Linked DNA regions of Rattus norvegicus: regions 1 and 2 are each linked to region 3. The links are chromatin contacts, called in public Hi-C maps. All regions are on one chromosome and are shown on one strand. The core of a region is the stretch at or near the end of the contact, and the rest is flanking DNA. Distances in the headings are between cores, read along the strand shown.

The links. A called contact is a pair of places that touch in the nucleus more often than the background predicts.
Region 1: a contact with region 3 is called in a Hi-C map of frontal cortex, with 2.7 times the contacts expected there. The contact joins two enhancer-like sites. A contact is called at or near these places in 5 of 12 Hi-C or Micro-C datasets (the A7r5 cell line, Schwann cells, frontal cortex and 2 more) and 1 of 1 datasets of contacts at active chromatin or transcription factors (oligodendrocytes).
Region 2: a Hi-C map of Schwann cells shows a contact between it and region 3, with 6 times the contacts expected there. The contact joins two enhancer-like sites. A contact is called at or near these places in 1 of 12 Hi-C or Micro-C datasets (Schwann cells) and 1 of 1 datasets of contacts at active chromatin or transcription factors (oligodendrocytes).

The regions. Positions count from the first base shown.
Region 1 is chr1:53,055,673-53,059,485 of GRCr8, forward strand. No RefSeq gene overlaps it. Among named protein-coding and RNA genes, the nearest start is that of Qki, 120 kb to the left of the region's middle. Within about 2 kb of position 1,874, at least 9 of the 93 cell types and tissues checked have an H3K27ac peak or open chromatin away from gene starts, as enhancers often do.
Region 2 is chr1:52,240,178-52,243,765 of GRCr8, forward strand. All of the region lies in intron 1 of Prkn (parkin RBR E3 ubiquitin protein ligase), which reads right to left. Among named protein-coding and RNA genes, the nearest start is that of Prkn, 190 kb to the right of the region's middle. Within about 2 kb of position 1,379, at least 6 of the 93 cell types and tissues checked have an H3K27ac peak or open chromatin away from gene starts, as enhancers often do. A contact at or near this core is called in Schwann cells, where this site is marked.
Region 3 is chr1:52,747,799-52,751,194 of GRCr8, forward strand. All of the region lies in intron 4 of Pacrg (parkin coregulated), which reads left to right. Among named protein-coding and RNA genes, the nearest start is that of Cahm, 190 kb to the right of the region's middle. Within about 2 kb of position 1,438, at least 52 of the 93 cell types and tissues checked have an H3K27ac peak or open chromatin away from gene starts, as enhancers often do. A contact at or near this core is called in Schwann cells, where this site is marked.

The sequences.
Region 1 (3,813 bases), core at 624-3,123, 310 kb after region 3:
TTGCAAGAAACTAAGAGCCTTGCAGTGCATTATAGAAGTTTCTGTGATCTGAATCTAAATGATAAAAAGGAGTGGAGAGATGTCTCAATGGTTAGGAGTGCTCATTGCTTTTGCAGAGGACCCAAGTTTAGTACCTGAATCAGGTGGCTCACAGCTACCTGTGACTCCAGCTCCAGGAGATCTGACATTTTCTGAATGCCATAGGCACCTGCACTCATACCAACAGAACTAAAATTAAAATATGGGAGGGGATAGAGAGATGGCTCAGAGAGGTTAAGAGTCTTTACTGCTTTTACAGAGGACTCAGATTCAGTTCTCAGCATCTACATCAAGGTGGCTCACAAATGCATGTAACTCCAGTTCCAAGAGATCTTACACTCTGGTGTACACAGGCACTTACCTGCACACATGTGCCCAGAAACTCATTCTCACACACATAAATAAAAAATTGTAAATAAATCTTTTAAGCATTGTTGGGTGACATGACTTCCTTCAGTCTTGGTCATGCCATAAACTTCAAGAGCAGATGAACCAGGCTTCATTCTGAAGCCACCCAGGGACCTCAACCGTACAAACACTCCAAAACCAAGTGTACATTTTGTGGCTAGGTCTGAAGATGAAACACAGCTGAAAGGAGTGATTAAAGAAATTGCTTCCTGCCAACAGATGAAAGTGTTTTAACCAAAGGGCCAGCAGAAAGTCCTTTAGTCTGAGCTCTAGTAAGACCTGGCTCAATGAAGTCGGACTCACACCACATGAGTTTTTGCATCCAGAGAAATATAAGAAAAGTGAAATGTCACATGCTAAGATGGGAAAAAATAGCAAGCAAGCAAGCAAGCAAGCAAGCAAGCAAGCAAGCAAGGTAGGTAGATAGGTAGGTAGGTAGGTAGGTAGGTAGGTAGATAGATAGATAGATAGATAGATAGATAGATAGATAGATAGATAGATCAATCAATCAAAGAACTTGCAAAGCAGACAAGCAGTAGCACCCCTAGCTGAAATTTCAGAAGGGGATAGCAGAAGTTGTCACCCTGAGATAACATCACAGGAAAGTTTCAAGTACACACCAGAGGACAAATTTGTATTATACAAATGTATAAGTTATGTGCTGAACTACCAGTTGTAGCTCAAGAAATATTTTTAGAAAAAATATTTTAGGGAAAACAAAATTGTTTTGTATTGCAAAGTGCCCGAAAGAAAATGGAAGAATAGAAAGAGAAGACAGATTTGAAGCAAAGGAGGGATAGTGTAAATGCTGGTAAAAGAGGTTAGAGAAAGGACAAGTAAAGTAAGGCCAAGAAGCATTTGAACAAACCTTTGAACAGTTTTCAGTCCCGAAGGAAGGACATAGTGAATATGACAGACCTTTAAATCACTAATGCAGCAAGCTTCCTGAGAGGTGTGGTTGAAATTCATTCGGAAGGACGGTCCCAGAAACTGCCTAGGGGAAACAAATAGAGGGCTCAGCTCTGCGGGGTTGTGTTTTGTCAGTTTGACACAAGCCAGGGTCATCCGGAAGAGGAACCCTCAACTGAGAAAGTAACTCAATCAGATTAGCCTGTGGGAAAGTCTGTGGAGCTTCTTGATTAATGATTGATGTGAGAGGGTCCAGCCCACTGTGGGAGGAGCCATCCCGGACAGGTGGTCCTGAGTTCTATAAGAAAGCAAGCTGGGCAAGACATGGAAAACAAGCCAGTAAATGACGCTCCTTAATGGCTTCTGCTTCAGTTACAGTCTCCAGATTCCTTCTTGGGTTTTGAGTGGGAATGTAAGATAAAATAGTCTTTTTTCCCCAAGTTGCTTTTGGACTGTGTTTCACCACAGCAATAGAAAGCAAACTGAAGACAATGCTCCTCCCACTCACATGTCATCAGAACCAGAGGATGGGCATCTGGACCCAATAAACAAAACTGCCTCCCATGTGTACCAGATGCCAAGCTGGATATGGTGTGTCAGCAAGACTTTGGGTCATCTGCTGAAGGTGGTGCTATTCCACAGCCCCCCTCTTACAACTAATTGTATCTGTAGGAGCATGCTCTCCTCAATAAACCATGGGCTTCTGTTCCTATTCTTTTTCTGCTGAGATGGAGATGCTGAGAACTTAGAAGCCACACCTAACTGAGCCTAGGTCTCTGTGCCCCTGAATACTCACCAAGAAGACAGCTGCCAGCCTGCCTGGGAACACTTAGGCACTGTTTGTTTAAGCCAGTATGTCATGTTTGTGTGTGTGTGTGTGTGTGTGTGTGTGTGTGTGTGTGTGTGCACGTGTGCATTCGTGTAGTATGTATACATGTTCATAGGGGTGTCAGAGATCAACATGACATTAAGTACTTTCTCCTTCCTTTTCACCTTATGAGGTGGGCTCTCTCACTGAACCTGGACTGGCTCGTCGACTTGGACCCCAAGGATACTTCTCTCTCTGCCTCTCCAGCATTGGGATCATAGACTTGTGTAGCCACATCTGGCTTTTACTTGGTGCTAGGAATCCAAACACAGGTGCTCAAACCTGCTAGGCAAGCCTGAACTATGTCCCTAGACCATAAGTAACTGTGTGTTTGGTATAATGGCTAGTGGTATTCCAGAAACATATATAGTGTTCTTATTTCAATTGGTTACTATGACAAATTCCATGACAAAATGCAACCCCAGGGAGGATCCTTTATTTCAGCTTACAGGTTATGGTCCATTATTGCAAGAAGTCAGGACACGAACTTAATCAGGAACTGGAAACAGAAGCCATGGAGGGATGCTATTTACTGGCTCCTGCACATTTTCATGCTTAGTTAACTTCCGTATACAACCCAAGACAACCTACCCAAGGAATGGTGCACCCACAGTGGACTGGCCCCTCCAAAGTCATTTACCAATCAAGATAGCCCCAACAGGCATGCCCATAGACTAATTTTATCTGAGAAATTTCTCAATTAAGACCCTTACCAGATGGCTCCAGTTGACTATTAGGAATCTAGGACACATGGTTTCATGAGAAGTGGGCAGATAATTGAGAGAGAGTATTCGTTTCTTATGGCTATTGTCATATTGTCTTTCGCTCTAGAGATGAGAAGCTGGCCTCCTTTAGAGCCAGTATGGTTGATACAAGGCTTGGCATCTTCCTGTTTTATTCTCTCTGACTCTGACCCTCCTGCCTCCCTCCTATTAAGACCTTAGTAATGATATTGAGTCCATTGGATGCTGTGGAATAATCTCCCAGTGCAGATTACCTGAAGGAATCCCATCTGCAAAGTCCATTTGGTGCTGTAAGGTAGCAGTCGGGAATCTAGGGTTAAGGTGTGAGCACTGCTGAATGGTGATGTCATTCTGTCTCCACTGGTGAGACAAAGAAGCATGAATGAGTGAAGAATGGTTAAAAAAAAATAGTGTTTGTATATTGTGTGAAATAGCACGTGTGTATGCACAGAAACAATTTCAAAGGAGAAACTTTTAATAGAATGATTGGAGGCAGAGGGAAATGGAAACATACTGAGGCAAATAGTAAGCTAGTTAGCTTCTCACAGCACACAGGAAGCAGTATTAATAAGGACCTATTCTGTAACTGCATGTGTTTTCTTCCAGTTTGAATCTTAGTCCCCTTGATATGAACAGCAGGTAGTAAGCACGTGGATGGGGATTCATTTCCTGTGAGTCCTCAATAGCGCCGCCTCCATGGAGCAGCGCCTGTGACCCGCTCTGGCTCTGCTAAGTGAGGTTTAGAATCTTCCCTCTTGAACTGATACACAGGGTCCCTCTGATCGCCAAGCCTGACTTCTGTCTGTTGTCAGGTAAAGAAAAGAGTCTTGTCCAATCCAGAGGTCC
Region 2 (3,588 bases), core at 129-2,628, 510 kb before region 3:
ACTCTACAGCATTCTTTCCAAGGAAGTACCTATAAGTCCACCTCATTACTTCATGGTTTCCTTTGGGTGTTGGCGCAGATGCATTTGTACTTGTGACCCACAACATATTTGTGATGACAGCTTCTGGGAATTGATTACTTCCTTCCGCCATTTTGAGGCAGAGTGCCCCTTGTTTCATGTAGCTGGCCCAAGAGCAGGCTTTCCTGGTGATGCTTAATCCCACTGAGGTACCTCACCAGCTGCCATATCTCCTAGTTCTTTGTCACCTTCACATCCCATGTATCTTACCTGTGTAAACATTCTTCTGATTGCCTGTTTCTCATGATTAAGAATACTGCCGTCATGAATGTATGTCACTGAACTATTACTTGGCTGATTTCTGTAGGACAAAACATTCTAAGTGAACTTTCAGAGTTTGTAAATATAGCCATTAATTTATCGTGAGTGCTGGGGATTGGATGCAGGCCCTCACGCATGCTAGACAAACACTCTGCCACTGAACTACACGCCAGTCTCTGAATTTTTGTTAAGTATTATTAAAATGGATTACTTATTATCCAAACATTTATGCTTTCTGTTCATACCCACAAGAAATAATATTTTAAGAACCTACTTACATGTTGATAACATTATAGGGAAAGTACTATAAAATGTGATTTCATGCAATGGATAGGGGTGAGTTCTAAACCAATCAATGTATTAAATGACAATGCAACTACTCAGGCTTTCAAACTCCAACAGTACATGAAGTCTAACTTAACAAAAAATGATACTCCAGCTGAGAATGGCATATTTCACGAGTTAGATGGAGAAGGGTAATGGTTCAATAGTTGTCTGCATTTCCATTGCCTAATGCAGACTGACAACATCACAGGTGATACAGAGGAGAAGAGGAAGAGGAGGGCAGGAGAGGACATCATTGATTGCAACTGCTCTCTTAGAAAGTTTGGCTATTCTTTCTTTCAGTTAATTAATTAACAATTCATGCCTTAATTAACAATTCATGCCTTCATCCTTCAGGGCAAAGACCTGATGGGTGCTTTCCTGAAGTAGCAGAGTTACCCCTCCCTGTCTGTGGCACACTGTTTCTAGAATCTTTGCCAATACCAAGGTGTATGGACATACAGAATCCTTAAATAAAAATCAGTGTTACCTATAGACTATGCACATCCTCCCATATACTGTAAGTCATCTCTAGATTACCCATAATGCACAATACCATGTAAAAGGCTACACAGATGAAATATTGTGTTCTTCAGGGTAATGGCAAGAGAAACGGACCTGCATAGACTGAGAGCAGAGCAAAGTATGGCGTGGCTTTACACTGTGAGGGCCAGCAACAGCACAGCTTTCTTCACGAGGCAACTACTGAACAAAGCTACACACAGCCATCTGTACTCCCTCTGTCCCCAACGTGTCCCCTCACCCACAGCAGAGAATGGTCCTGGAACAGTGGCCTTTTTAGATTCTCTGCCCCTGCTTTCAAGATTCTTTTTACATGAATTCATTTTCTCTATTAGAAAAACAAGCACATGACAAATGGACAAACCACAATACATTAAAAGCCACACAAAGATTTCTGGGGGAAAATTCCAAACTAATGAGTTTGAGTTCTTAGAATCGGTGGTTTTTACATGTGAATTTCATAGACAGAGAAATTAGAGGGACAGTGAACAATTGAACATGGACTCATTGATCATTTATTCTAACAAAAACAGTTTTTACAAAACACCACCTAACATAGGCAGGGTCCTAGGTTCCATCTCTAGGGACATCACACACACACACACACACACACACACACACACACACACACACACACACATACACACAGCCAAAGCACATAGAAAAACTATTTATAAAGGAATGTCTGGTTTGGAGCCCCCCAAAGCATTGCTCTCACCAGTCAGTGTTCCACGACAAACACAGATGCTGAATCTTTACCAAGTGTTTAAGAATCTCACAAACACTTAGGAACTGCTGGTTCACAGAGCTCACTTGTTCTAACAACACCCAGGCTTCCAAAAATTTAGCTATCTCAGCAATCAAAATTCTGTGAGTATAGAGAATCCAGTCAGTTTTACCTATTTCTGCTCAGTCTTTTTTCCTTCTTTGCCTTATTAAGTCAATGAGGCTCTCTAGACATGCATATTTTATATCAAATTCAGGAAACAGCCATATCCCACAAACTATATGGAATCTCTCTATCTCCCCAGATTTGTCCCTAAAAATGAAATGACTGCAAAGCAGCCTGTGCACACAGGCAAAACAGAGCCATTCTCATCCTGGGCTTGCCCTTACCCACTGAGGCTTGGGAGCTGCAGGTCAGAAGAAGCACCAGGGCTCAGACTCAGTGTTATGCCCCCTTAGCTACCTGCTATAAATATGTACTCAAAAGCAACCTGACCTAATAGGGATGAGACTGCAGACTGTGGTACCCAGTGGTCTGTGTAAATGTGGCTCTGCCACTTATCACTCTGTTCCGACAGGTGACTTTATCACTTTATCCAAAATGGAGAACACTGCCAATCCTGAAATGACTAAATGAGCAATGTCACATAGGAAGGACGTGGGAGCATCGGAAACTCCCACACCATGTTGCTAACTGGGATTCGCCCCTCTCAGTTCTCCAGGCGTTAAGAAGCCTTTAGTGTGCAATGTGAGGTCCTGCTGCCTGTTGCTTGCGTCTCTGTGGGAAAGCCAGGTATAAAGAAGATGGAACTGAAGTTTTCTGATAAGCCCTCAAGGGGAGGGCAGGAGGGCAAGATGCTGAGGGGCTCCCCGGAGTCTGAGGCCTACTGTGCCATTGAGAAGGGAGTCCTGGGGACTGGGGCACTGTAGCACTGGAGAAAAGGAAGGGGATTTCAAAGATGGAGAACTCCCCTCTCCCCAACCGTCTTCCCTTCTTCCTCTTCTCTTTCTTCCTCTACTTTAAAATGCCAACTACTCCAAATAGGGTGATAAGAAAGAAGCCCACGGATCTGTCTCAGACAAAGTATGAGCCCCTCCAACACACAGCTCCTTCAATCTCTATGAGACAATGAATGGTTTCATTGAAGGCATCAGGTCCTGTGGTTTTCTGCTGGCTCACCTCCAAGCAGTGCAGGAAGAGCTGATGCAGCATACATTTTGCTCATCTCACAGAGGAATATTCTAAAGTGCATCAAGCAAAAATTAGGAAAACGATTCAGTACGGAGCATTAAAATTCGTTACTTTTCAAAGAAGAGAGATAGAAAAATCTACCCTCTAAAAATTGGTGAGTTTGGACTACATCAATCCTTAATCCACATCTGATGATCTGACCTTTTTTACTTCTTAAAGAATTAGAAAAATATTTTATGTGTATGGTTTTTGTGCCTGCAAGCACAACGCTGCACGGCAGTGTGCAGTATCTGCAGAGGCCAGAAGAGGGCATCAGATCCCTGGTGACCGCAACTACAGATGCTTGTGAGCCACCATGTGGCTGAGAATCAAACCAGGGAATTCTGGAAGACTGTGGTCTTAAATGCTCAGCCATTTCTCCAACCCCAAATGGATCCCAGCAATTCATAGGAAAATGATCCCAGCATCTCTCAGTCTTCACGGAC
Region 3 (3,396 bases), core at 188-2,687:
CCAGTCACCTCCAACGGGGCTGTTGGGACTGAACGACAGAACCCACAGTTAACAAAGGCCGCAGGGGTCAGCTTTGCTGTAGCTCCACATGGGAGCCCTGTCCCGTCTGACACCAGAGCCCTAGGGAAGTAGATGGGCCTTGTAGCTTAGAGACAGGACACTAGAATGAGCCTCTCTCAGCGCTGAGTGGGCTCATGATCTCAGTCCTGCTTTAGAGTTCTAGACAAGGGTTTGCAGTGGTGAGTCTTAACAGAAGCTTGACAGCAGAAAGCATAAGCCTAACCTCTTTTGGGTCCCCAGTTGTTACCAAGGTAAGGATCCCTCAGCCCTAACTCCAAGGCCTCAGCCAACTGTGCAGTGACAAAGTTTCAAAGTCACATGGAACTTCAGATTGGAGTCTATAGAGTGAGTGCCTGGTGGACAGAAGCCCTGGAGGGCAGCGAGGACGGTAATGTCAGTCCAGGCTAAAGATGCAGAGACAAGGAAGGCATAACCTTGCTCAGAAGCACTGGCTCCGTATTCCCTGCATGCAGGCGGAACCCTTAGGGTTCTGGGGGAGCGGGGAGGAGGATGAGCAGCCAACAGGAACCATGGGAAAGCTTGATAGAAACAGGGACTCACTCAAAAGTGCACTGCTAGCAGCAAGTGACCATATTCCTTCAGTTACCTGTCATCTATGTACTGGTGGCTTAGCAGTACAGGGTCCCAGAAATCCATCCTAAAGGGACAAAGCTTCAGTCTTAAGGATGCTACTTTCCTGTGGGGAAAAACATACCAGAACTCCAGAACCCCACATCCTTAAAGCACCTGGATGTTAGGGAAAGCTCTGGAGAATCAGCTAAGGGCAGCAGATGAGGGACATCATGTCCAGTCCAGGTGTCCCTGAGGAATTCAGAGTTAAGGCTTCGAGGATTGCCCCGTGGCTTAGTCAGGGTGACTATTGCTGTGATAAAACACATGATCAAAAGCAACTTGAGAGGGAAAGTTTTATTTGGCTCACAATTCCACATCAAAGTCCATCCTCAAGAACAGGAACTCAAGCAGGAACCTGGAGGCAGGAGCCGATGCAGAGACCACGCACAATAACAGTGTTGTGCACAATGCTGCTTACAGGCTTGCTCCCCGTGGCTTGCTCCCCGTGGCTTATTCCCCATGGCTTACTCCCCATGGCTTACTCCCCATGGCTTGCTCAACCTGCTTTCTTGCAGAGTCCAAGATTTCCAGCCCAGGGATGCAACCACCCACAATAAGCTGGGCCTTCCTAGATAAGTCTCTAATTAAGAAAATGCCCTACAGGCTTGCCTGCAGCCTGATCTTAAGGAGGCCTTTTGTCCATTGAGATTCCCTCCTCTCAGGTGACTCTAGCCTGTGTGAGTTGGCATAAAGCTAGCCAGCACAGCACAGCCAAGTCCAACTGATAGGAAAGACCAGGCACAACCATCACTGCAGAGCCCTGGAGAGTGGGCGGGGAAGCGCTGGGAGACTAACTGTAGGACAGAGTAGAAGAGAAAGGGGAGAGAATGAAGGGGCTTCAGTGGATCAGCACCCCATTAGCTTACTTTTACAAACACAGTTTTAAATCCAGAATGGGCTGGGGAGGGAGGGACTGAGCTAATATAATACAAGTTTTCTTATTTGAAGTTTTTGCTGGTTTTACTAAGAAACCCCTTTGATTCGATGGAAACACAAACTGAATGTAAAAGAAACGCCTGTGTGGGTAACACGGGGGTGCCTTGGCCACCGTGGCTGGAGTGGGTCCCAGGACGTCCCTGCTCTGCGAGGGGCATGTGAGAGTGTTTTGTGCTGCTTTCCTGTGCATCTGGCAGGGGAACAGTGGCTCTGTCTTCTCCCAGGCTGTCTGCACTGACTGCCTTGCCTGTTCCGTTTGCCCTGCCCGACGACGACGGCAAGAGCAACAACAAAAATGTAGATTAGAATCAACCCTTTATTTCGGCGTCAGTGAAAGGATTATTTAGTTAATTGGTATATTGATATCCCCAAACTGCTCACTGTGCCAAGTTATTAAGAATAGGCAGGCGAGGGGCAGATTAAACTTTGGATCACCTGTTCCTTCGGGCAAAACACATCAAGCAAATTGACTGCAACCAAATGTCATATTATTTACATGGCGTGCACAATTTATTTCCTAAAAATGTGCTCCAGACAAAAGATGTGAGTTTGCTCTTAAGCATATAATAGGCCCCACTTAATAACAAACCTCTCCTATGTACCCTTCTCTATAATTAAATCATATGGAAAAATGTCACAAAGCAAAATAAAATGTATTTATTTCAGCCATATCTTCCCACAGCACGACATGAGATCTGAAAAAAGAGTCACTAAGCATTTTTCTGCCATCTGTGCTGGTAGGGGCTACATCTCCCAGCCTGTCACTGTAAAATGTTACATTTGGAATTAAGCATAGTCTCCTTATTACTGTCTAGTGTCTGGCTGGATGAGCACACAATCAGAATTCCTTAACTGACACAATATTTTTCCCTTCTTACTTGTTATTTTGTAGCAAAAGCCAGTCTGCCATAATGCCTTTTTCTGAACTTGCATTGTGCCAAAAGAGAGAAGTCATTACAAAAATTCATTTGTTAAAATCTCCTCCATGCCATTTCAACTGAAGAAAATAAGTTGCAGTGTTTTCCAACAATTGCAGTTTCTCTTAAGCACAGTGTGTGTCCCTGTGACAACGTGGCCCATGTGCTAGGTGAGCCTTGCAATCCCCCTTTCGCTGTTAGCTTAGGAATCACCAAGTTCTGGTTCAGTCCCTTGACATTCAGACAAAGCCTAAAGGTTAGGCTTGGCTAGGCTGTGGCTAGAATTCACAAGAACTTCAAGGGTTGGTTTGCTTTTTCCTGTAGTCAGCAAAGATCAGTGCACAGCGTGTCTGTGAGACGTGAAGCCCCGTCCAGTCTTCCTGGGCCACGTGCTTGGTTCAGGAAGTGCCAGGGGCCCAGGCTAAACACCAGCAGGACACATCTTTTATCACTGAGGCTCCCCGAGAAGACGGCTGGCATACTGTTGTTTCGAGACTCACTCGCGGTCATGAGCTGGTCCAGTGGTCCAGTTACAAGCCAAAAGCACCTGATCCTGCTCATCTGTCTTCCCTACTCCACAGCATCCATATTAAAAATTCCAACCCCATTAAATTAATCAAGTGCAGTTTACTTGACAGGAATTTCAGATACAATTGTATCATTTTGATCTTGATTATACAGAAAAATTATGGTTTTGCTGAAGTGGAAAAACTGTACATTACTTAGTTTGTCCCAGAGTAAAGGGCTACATTCACATAATAAACTATCTGAATTCTGTCCAAACTCCAAGAAGAGGAAAGTGTCCACGTTTTTTAAGACCCACTCTTTCTTTAGTGCTTAAAATATTTTA